2 separate regions of the Acanthopagrus latus genome follow, and region 2 is linked to region 1. Evidence: chromatin contacts called from public Hi-C data. All regions are on one chromosome and are shown on one strand. Each heading gives the region's core, a stretch centred on a gene start, on an enhancer-like site or on the middle of the called end of the contact. The rest is flanking DNA. Distances are from core to core; before and after follow the strand shown. Region 1 holds the start of bdh1 (D-beta-hydroxybutyrate dehydrogenase, mitochondrial). Region 2 holds the start of LOC119008306 (LIM domain-containing protein).

What was found. Hi-C and Micro-C count contacts between places; a contact is called where the count stands out from the background.
Region 2: a contact with region 1 is called in a Hi-C map of muscle, with 2.1 times the contacts expected there. The contact joins the promoter of LOC119008306 here to the promoter of bdh1 in region 1. A contact is called at or near these places in 2 of 4 Hi-C or Micro-C datasets (both in muscle).

What each region holds. Positions count from the first base shown.
Region 1 is chr19:18,228,120-18,232,588 of fAcaLat1.1, reverse strand. bdh1 (D-beta-hydroxybutyrate dehydrogenase, mitochondrial) reads right to left here and starts at 2,222. Exons shown (of 6, transcript XM_037079154.1): 1 at 1,509-2,222; 2 at 1,027-1,137; 3 at 438-579; 4 at 179-331. The coding sequence starts at 1,721. It overlaps gyg1b (glycogenin-1b), which reads right to left. Exons shown (of 8, transcript XM_037079158.1): 7 at 3,993-4,055; 8 at 2,697-3,684. The coding sequence ends at 3,535.
Region 2 is chr19:18,410,611-18,415,079 of fAcaLat1.1, reverse strand. It overlaps LOC119008306 (LIM domain-containing protein), which reads right to left and starts at 2,625. Exons shown (of 9, transcript XM_037078412.1): 1 at 2,468-2,625; 2 at 1,976-2,195; 3 at 922-1,423; 4 at 300-378. The coding sequence starts at 2,130.

The DNA.
Region 1 (4,469 bases), core at 973-3,472:
TTTCCTTCAAACGGGAATTCTAAGAATGTTTATAATCCCAGAAACTTAGGAAAATGTCGAATCCAAATGTGCTTGTCACTTTAAGTGTTTGCAGTTCTGGTGGTACTGTTTAACTTATTCAAGTATATGTGTCACAAAGATTCAACATGTAATATACAGCAATATTCTAGCTTCTGACCTTTGGCCCTTCGGATTAACGGCAGAACAGCCTTGGTGACCCTGATGGTGCCCCACAGGTTGACCTCTGACACCTGCTTGTAGGTGTCCATGGACGTAAACTCGACTTCCCCGAAGGTCGACACGCCAGCGTTGTTCACCACAGCCCACAGACCTGGGTCATGACCAGTGAAAGATTGTCAGAGACGGGTGGGAAGAGTTTGTGAATGAGCACATACACTGACCTTTAATCTGAGTTAGTGAATACAGGAGTTAGTTACCCTTTTCTGAGTCAGCCAGGTTGTCTTTGATATATTCCACGGCCTGGTTCACCTGCTCGTCGCTGCACACGTCCAGCTGGACTACTTTCATGCGATCCGAATGAAATTCCTCCAGTTCCTTTGCACCCTCTCCGCCTTTGTCCTGCAAGGACGACACTTCTCCTCACCAACACATGACATTAAGATGAAAAACACCAGATTTAAAGGGGCACTGTGTAGTCTGGGAGAAGAAATTCAAATTTTGAATAAATCAAAAGGAAAATAACGGTCCCCAGAACACTGTTTTAAGCAAAAAAGGTGGCAGAGTCCACCACATATCAACAAAGTAAAACGGTATCAAACTGTGCTGTCCTCCAAGGTCAGTTTGTGCAGTTGTGAAAACAAAGACAGTTCATTTCGTGGCTTTGTTTAAGCGACTATGCATCGTTATTCTCCAAAACCACACAGTGCACCTTTAATCTCTTTCTGATGGGACATGCAGTTGCAGACTGTGAACTTGAGAGCGGCCCCTTGTCCAAATATTGAATATTCTGAATTTCATCGGGGTTGTTGCGTCTAATGGGGCGCTCGCTTTACATCTTATCCATACCTTGAGGAGACATCCGGCGAAGACCGTGAAGCCGAGTTTGTGCAGATGTTTTGCAAGCGCATGTCCAAATCCACAGTCACAACCTGTGACCAGCACAGCTTTCCCTTTCACCTGCAGAGAGGGGAACAACATAGTAAAGGCTTCTCCTAAAGTGATATATAAAGCTGTGAAAATATGTACAAAAGACAACAGAATACCTTGAATGCATTCCTGTAAAGTGTGATCAAATAAAAACATTCTCAAAGAAAATACACATGTAAGGTTTGTAATGAAAAATCCAGACAGCATTGCTCCACTGGCAGCAGTTTCATTATCTAAAATGCATTAAAACCTGTTGTAGCGTTAACCCCTCTAGTCTCAGCTGTATGGATGTTGCTGTGACATTTGCCTTCTTCTAAAATGCCTAATGTGACAACACAATGGGACCTACACAGGACATGAGTTCATTATAGTGCCAGAAATGAAGTCCACTGTAACGTTACCTCCACCAGTCCTCTGGGAATTCGGGGCGTCGCAACGTACAGCACGAAAAGTGAATACAGCATAACTATGCACTCGGTGACGCTCGTCTCCGGTAACCCCAACATCCTCATCGCCGCGTTCAGCAGGGCAGGCAGTCCCAAACCCAGCACGACAGTCAGGAGCACGGAGAACGACACCAGGAGCGCCACTCGGAACACGGAGAGCGGGGCCATCTTGACGGAATGGTGTGTTTACTTTCCTGGCGGAGCGGTCTGTATCACCCACAGCCGGGGTCACGGCACGCCCCCCGGATCACATCACCAAAAATCCCCCGGGCTGCGTTCAAGTTAACGGAATGAATGTGAAGTAACCCTCTGAAAACTGGTTATTACACCTTTATCAGTTTTTTTTTTGTTCGAGTTAAACATAAGCTTGGAATAGTTGAGTTAGCTTAGCGAGTTAGCAAGCACTTAACGGTAGTTAACGGTGTTGACTTGTTACGTTCATCCGTTACTTTCCATGCAAAACGTGTTTATCTTGACCCAGCCTCGCCTGTATCCAGCCGTTACGTTTGTTTCAGTTAGCTCCTAATGAAAAATACAAAGTGTTGAATTACTGTAGTATATTTCTCAAAAGTTTAGTGGACGTCATGAAAGTCTAGTCTGGCTGTCCCCGGGACGAAACCGGAAGTGTCCGGCGGGAACACTTCTCGCCTTTTCCCTTTTTCCTCTTGGTTCTGGAGACGTTTCCAGAAACCCACGAAGAAGAACAAAGAGAGAAGTATCCCTCCGGAACACTTCCGGTTTCGCTTAAATCCGCGTTAAAATAGAAAATATACTTAAAAGAACCGAAATTTAACGAACTCAAGTGTTCATTAAAACGAAATTGTAAGCCTGTTACTAATCCTCTATTTTACTTAATCTAATTACATATTTTTGCCTGTAACTCTACAAGACTAATTAACTTTTTCCTAATTAAATCCTAATTAATCCGGTTATATGTATTCACTTACTCCCATGGCCCACCCGTCAATTTTCTTGAGTATATCAATATAATCAATCTCAATCCTCTGTAAAAGAATAATACTAAATACATAACACAACCTAATTTTTTTTTTAAAAAAACTAATTTTACCCACAACTATAGAAGAGCGTACGCTAGTGGAAACAGTTCTACCAAGAAAAAAAAGTAAACAAAAAGCATCCAAGTAAATCCAAAACTTTGAAGATGGTTTTATTATACCAGATGAAAGATTTTGTGGTACAGTCAACATGCTGGTCAAGTAAAACACAAGGAAAAAAATCTCATCACCTACAGAAAAAGCTGCTAGTCAAGTACAGATAGGATGATGGCAATAGAGAGAGCAAGACACTAAGGCACGAAGGATCTAGTATATATGTATGGCTAACTGACCATACCATGGCCTTTAGAAGTGCTGTAAACATGTTTTTTTTTTTAAATATATATCTATGAGACTGTTTTAATTCAAGAGCAAAACACTTCTGAGAAAAGAACATTAATGCTCAGAAGATTACTAAGTGACTGCATTGTAAAAAAGAAAAAAAAGGAGAGAATGTTTATGTAAGTGACTGCTAATCTGAGACACAGATACAAAATGCCAGTTCAACTCTTGTTGCCACCTCCCTTTTTACAAGAAGAGCACTGACATGAAAAAAAAAAAAAAAAATCTGCAAAAAAAAAAAAAAAATTTAAAAAATGTATTGCAAAAAAATTTAATCGTATGATAAATCTTTTGATTTTTCTTCACAGTGTAACAGATCAGACACCCGTGGCGGGTCACTGAATAATGACAGTCTTGCATAGACAATTAACGCCGTTTGATATTTAACTTTTTATTTCCCATTTAAACGGCGCCGTCTTTGGAGTATGGCGAGGGTAGTGCTGGTGGAAGGAGAGACTCAACTCATTTCTAGTTGAGAAACAGGTACGAAGGAAAACCTGTTTTACAGTATCTTCTTGAGAGACGCGTGGTGATGGTTTTGTTAAACTGCAAGTACTCTGTCGATATCCGGCTGCATCGCTTCTCTATTTAAGGAAACTGTCAAGCTTTCTCTTGATGTTGTCAAATGAGTCCATTCCCATGTAGTCTGCCTGACCTTGCTCCCATTTCTGCTTCCGTTCTTCTGAGGACAGCTGGGGTTCAAGTGCTTGTGCATATGAAGACTGGCTCTCAAACTGTGAAAAAATATAAAAATACAAAATAGTGAAACAAAGACAAGGGGAGGAGAAAAATCAATCTATGACAGGAGATATAGACTGCGCAGAAAACATCCTTAGTGCTCATTGGTGTTTGAAATCACTGGACTCGCCACACGTAGCCTTTCCTAATTAATGGCCGTAGGCAAACACAAGCTAAAGCTCTAATTTTATGAGTAATAGCAGTACTAGCATTAAACCAGCTTTGATTTTAGAGGAAGAGCAGTAATAGCATTAAACCAGGTGCCAACAAACTGCTTACAAACAACACCAATACTACACCATACCTGTTGACCCTCACAAGTGACTACCTCACTGTGCTGGATCTTTAGGAGATGAAAGGGAAGACTCTACGAATTACATCATCCAGAATAGGAGACAAAATAAAATGAAAAGGTAAAAAGGTAAAAAAGAAAGAAAGAAAAGGGGGAGAAATGTGACAGCAAAATTCAGTACAATGCATTTCCACGCATTAAGTATTTTCTGCATTTACGACACACCACATCCAAGTTTCAACTGGCTTTCACACCAATCAGTCACAACATTAAAATAAACAAAACGGGTGTAGTACTTATTGCTCATCTCCTTATGGTGCAATGACCTGCTGGGAAACCTTTAGTCCTGGAATTCATGTGGATGTAGCTTGACACGCATCACTTACCAAAACATTGTCAAAGACTAAGAACACCCAGATGGTGGTGGCTTCCCCAAGCGGGACAATGCACCCTAGGACACAGAAAAACTGCTTGGGAATGGCCCAATGG
Region 2 (4,469 bases), core at 1,376-3,875, 180 kb before region 1:
TATATATATATATATATATATATATATATATATATATATATATATATATATATATATATATATATATATATATATATATATATATATATATATATATATATATATATATATATATATACACATATATATATATATATATATATATACATATATACAACTCTTTTAAAAGATCTACTGATAACAGATCAAGGACGAGAAAACTTAATTATCCCAGCTTTATTGGGCAGAGGTAGGAACAGATAGTGATCAGGTATGCTGGGTCACAGAGCACACTTTGATGATTGCTGTCCGGTACTCACCATCTTGAGAGGCAGCAATCTTTTCAAAATCGATACCCCCAATTGTTTTTCTCCTCTCCGTCGGAGCCTGATGCACCACCTAGAGAGAGAGAAATGCACCGTCACTTCTCCTCAGTAGACCTTTGTCTGTCTGTGTCGGATGGCGGATTAAATAAAAACAAGGGAAATATGAGTTGAAAGTGAATCTGCCGAGTCACAAGATGATTGACAGGTGTCTTCATAGACAGACGAACACTACATAACAAAGCAATGTGAGTTAAAGGTGCAATATGTAAGAATTCATGCTCAAAACATAAAAGGGGGCTGCACATCAGTGTAACCGCCAGCTGTTACTGTTGTTAGCTAGTTAGCTCAGTTACACTGCTAGTTCAGGTTTGGCGCTGGACCACGGCTAGCTGGTTAGCATGCTAACCTCAGTAGATATCTCTGCAACAGTACATAGACATCTTAACATCAAAACTGTGATATCTTCTTCATCTACATTCCGTAGATGCTGTTAGTTAACTTTTTAATGTTTAACACTTACATGCTTGAATTTTTTCCCACTGATGTTTTCTGATGATCATATTAGTAAAAGCAGGTTTACAGGTCAATATTTTGGATTCTGATCAAATCTATGTACCTTCTTGGTCTCGCGTTCCTCCTTCGCATCATCAACAGGAGCCTCAGCAGGAATTTGGGTCTTCACTTTCTGTGCAGGCCTCTCTACCTCTTCAGCCTCTCCGTTCATCACCGGCATGAAATCTGCTGACTTGTAGGGTGATGTGGAACTCGAGGCTCTGAAACTGCTCTTGGTGTTGTTTTGCACCTTCGACTCGAACACAGCCTTCAGGGCCTCGATGGACACAGTGCTGCTTTGAAGGCTCCCCACTGACTTACTGCGGACCAAACCCGCTTTGGCTCGAGACCGTTCCTTCTCTTCGTTTCTCATTATCAGAACCTCCAGACGAATCTCTGGACTCTCCGAGAGAGATGGAGTCATCTGACAGCGAGATAAAAAAGATAAAGTTCCCCATATTTTGTCCACATGTACGTCATGTAAAGTCAGAGAGTTTTCTTTAAATGTTCTTTTACTTACCATTGTTTCTTCAATGGATGTGTTCACTTCCACTGTTGTTTGATACCTTTTTACATACACAAAAGCCATATTAAAGGGTAACTCCGCCAATTTTACGCATTAAAGCATGTGTACAGGAGTACTATCCTGTATACTATCCTGTATGTAAAAAAAGTTGTATAAAACATTTTGTGGCTCCTGGGGAAGCTGCATGTAATCTGATAGATTTCCTCCATTGTTGTCATTCAGTGGCCAAGTTGCATTATGGGTAATGCAGTCATCCACTGGTTCACCACTGCACTCCTTGGACTCATTTTGGCCAGTTTTAAAACAAGTAATGAAAAATTGATCCAACAGAACCAGAGGTATCCCCATTTTTAATCCAAAACCTGATGCCTTAATTTCCCACAATGCAACTAGCCACTGAGTCACATCACTGGATGCAGTTTATCCGATTACATCCAGCTTCTTCTGGAGCCACAAAAAGCTTTATACTGCTCTATTCACATATGCAGTTGAACTGTGTGTAAAATCTGCAGCGTTACCCTTTAAAGTTATAGCGCACTGTGTGTTTTAATTGTCACAAATGTAAAAAGAGCGAGGAAGATGTTTTCTTCACCTGGCAACCAGCTGGGACACAGACGTGGTCTTGCCCCGCAGCCCTGCCCCCGTCCAGGTGGGCTGGTCACATGACGAGGTGATGCTCCTCAGTGACTGGGTGCGCCTCAGGTTGTTCTCCCATTCCATGGCCAATGACGTCTCAGCAGCAGACATTTTCCAAATAATCACCTAATATACAGACACTCTCTGTAGAGGATCAACAAACTGGAGCTCGTAGTCTGTTAAGTATTTAAACACAGCAAAACATACTGTTTTAATTATCATCTTAAATCCAGAAGTGACAGTTTGATCTACTCGTAAAGCTTCGCTTGTAGAAATCGAGTATTATAACATCGATGATTCACAGCTGTTAATCAATGAGATGTAGCAACAAATGTACAAAGTCATGCCATTTAAGTGCCATGCAAAATAACACAATAATTACTCATAAAAAACAAAGTTTCCTGAAGGTTATGGACTATATAAAGACAATTCTGAGTAGAATCGTTACCTGAAAGATGTCAGTCAGCGTCTGTTCCCTGTGACAATGAGAAGCACTTCCGCAGAATCACAAGACGTGCACAGGCTGTGAGCAAAGTCCCTTTTCTTCCTCATTACCTCATTTATGTAAAATGAGTTATGAAAATGTCTATGGTGGCAGACAACGGGACGTAAATCAACGACTCTGGTTACTGACACAGGCTGCATTCGCTTCTTTTATTTTGAAATGCAGAAACATTCACCATTTGGATTTTGCATTCAACATCTTTAAGATAACATCAATAAGATGCAGCTTTTGGTTTTTGCTTTGACAGCATTCTGTGAGAGACACTGATTAACTAATTTACAACATCAGGTCAGAGCAGATGACTGCTGGTAATGTGCTGCTGTGCTGCCAAGAGCTGATGTACTGTACATGTTCACAGTGTGTTGTTGAGTTTGTTCAGGAGAATTTCTAAACAACACAGGGGAAATGTGTCATCATTTTGGAGAAATGTGTCTATTGGAGTAATAATTAACGCCTAAACATCTGTAAATTATCTCAAGTACACGATTAGTGGACACACAAGCCACAGTCCATATTTTCAGCAGTGCGTGACAAACAAGAGCTGTTGAACTGTACAAACAATGTTAATCGAAAACAAGCATCAGCATATTTTTAGGCTTCCAAAGGTCCAAAAATTGCTAGTGTTAGTTAAAGGCAGAACGCTGTGCACGTTTGGTTTTATCATTTTAAAGTTCAACCATAAATGAAAACTTGGTCATTATCCATGTGATGCAGCATTCTCATAAGCAAATTTAGGAGATGGGGACTTGTTAAGAAATTTATAAAATAAAATAAAACATAAATTGCCATAATCCAAGTCTCCCAAAACTTTAAGAGCCTGAATTCATTTGAAAAAAGAAAATGTTATTTACACCCTTGTATAACAGATCTCTGGCCTTCCAGAGACATGTATTACACTGGATGAGCTGCATGGAGCCATTTCATGTTTTATTATTAGGTTGTTGTTTTTTTTTTTAAAATATTTTAAACAAATCTACATTAGTTGTTTAGGAGAATGCTGCGATGCTGTTTTGCTGTGAAGCTCCAGAAATGTTGTATTGATTAGAACTATCCCCAACTGTCCAGTAGCTATAGAATGAGTAAATAATGATTGAATTTAATTTTTTTGGGGGTGAACTGTTCCTTTAAGGAACACATAGGAACACTGGAATAGGATTTCCACGAGGCGTGTTAATTAACCTTGCAAGATTAGGTACAAAACAGTACTCCTTGCAGCCTTAGTGTTTGAGTGTGTTGCTCAAGGACACTTCTGGAGGGATGTAAACATATACTCACTTTTAGTTTTGTGCTCTCGATTTATCCCCTTTTTGCATTCAAAGAGCTGTCAACTAATAAATCATCACACCCAGAAACAAAGAAATGGCCATAAACAGATCATAAATCTGGCACACTGTACTGGAAATGTTTGAAGTTGCTTGACCGCAAAGAGCTGAAGATCCAAAAGGCCTCGGTTAGTGCAAACCCTCTTTAAAGTCGGTGCCCCACTTTGAACGCCCCATTCAAAATATCGCTCCACACTGCAGCACTGCAATTAAACAATTATTTTTTTACTGCTTCTTTTAAAAGGTCCTCCGTTCTTAAATTAGATCTCAACTGGCTGGGGCTCAGGAGTCGGCAGCAGACAGCCAGCGAGAAAACAAGTGTTGTGGAGGTTCGTCTCCACCCAGGAATTCCAAAACCTGCTGACTCTCTGGGATCAAGTGGGAGCAGCAGGAAGATCTGCTCCCTCGTGACCTCGTCGACCACACCGACCCCAACCAGGCTGCCCCCGGACACATGCTGCAGCAGAACTGCATCTGCTAAGAAGTTAAGCTGCATTTGAAATGAACTGTATACACAATATTTAGCTTTATGGGCCTCACACTGTAGATGTAATGATTGTTTTGTTTCAGGCTGGTGCTGCAGAGTATAATCACAGTGCATACTGTGATGATAGGGGGGTTTC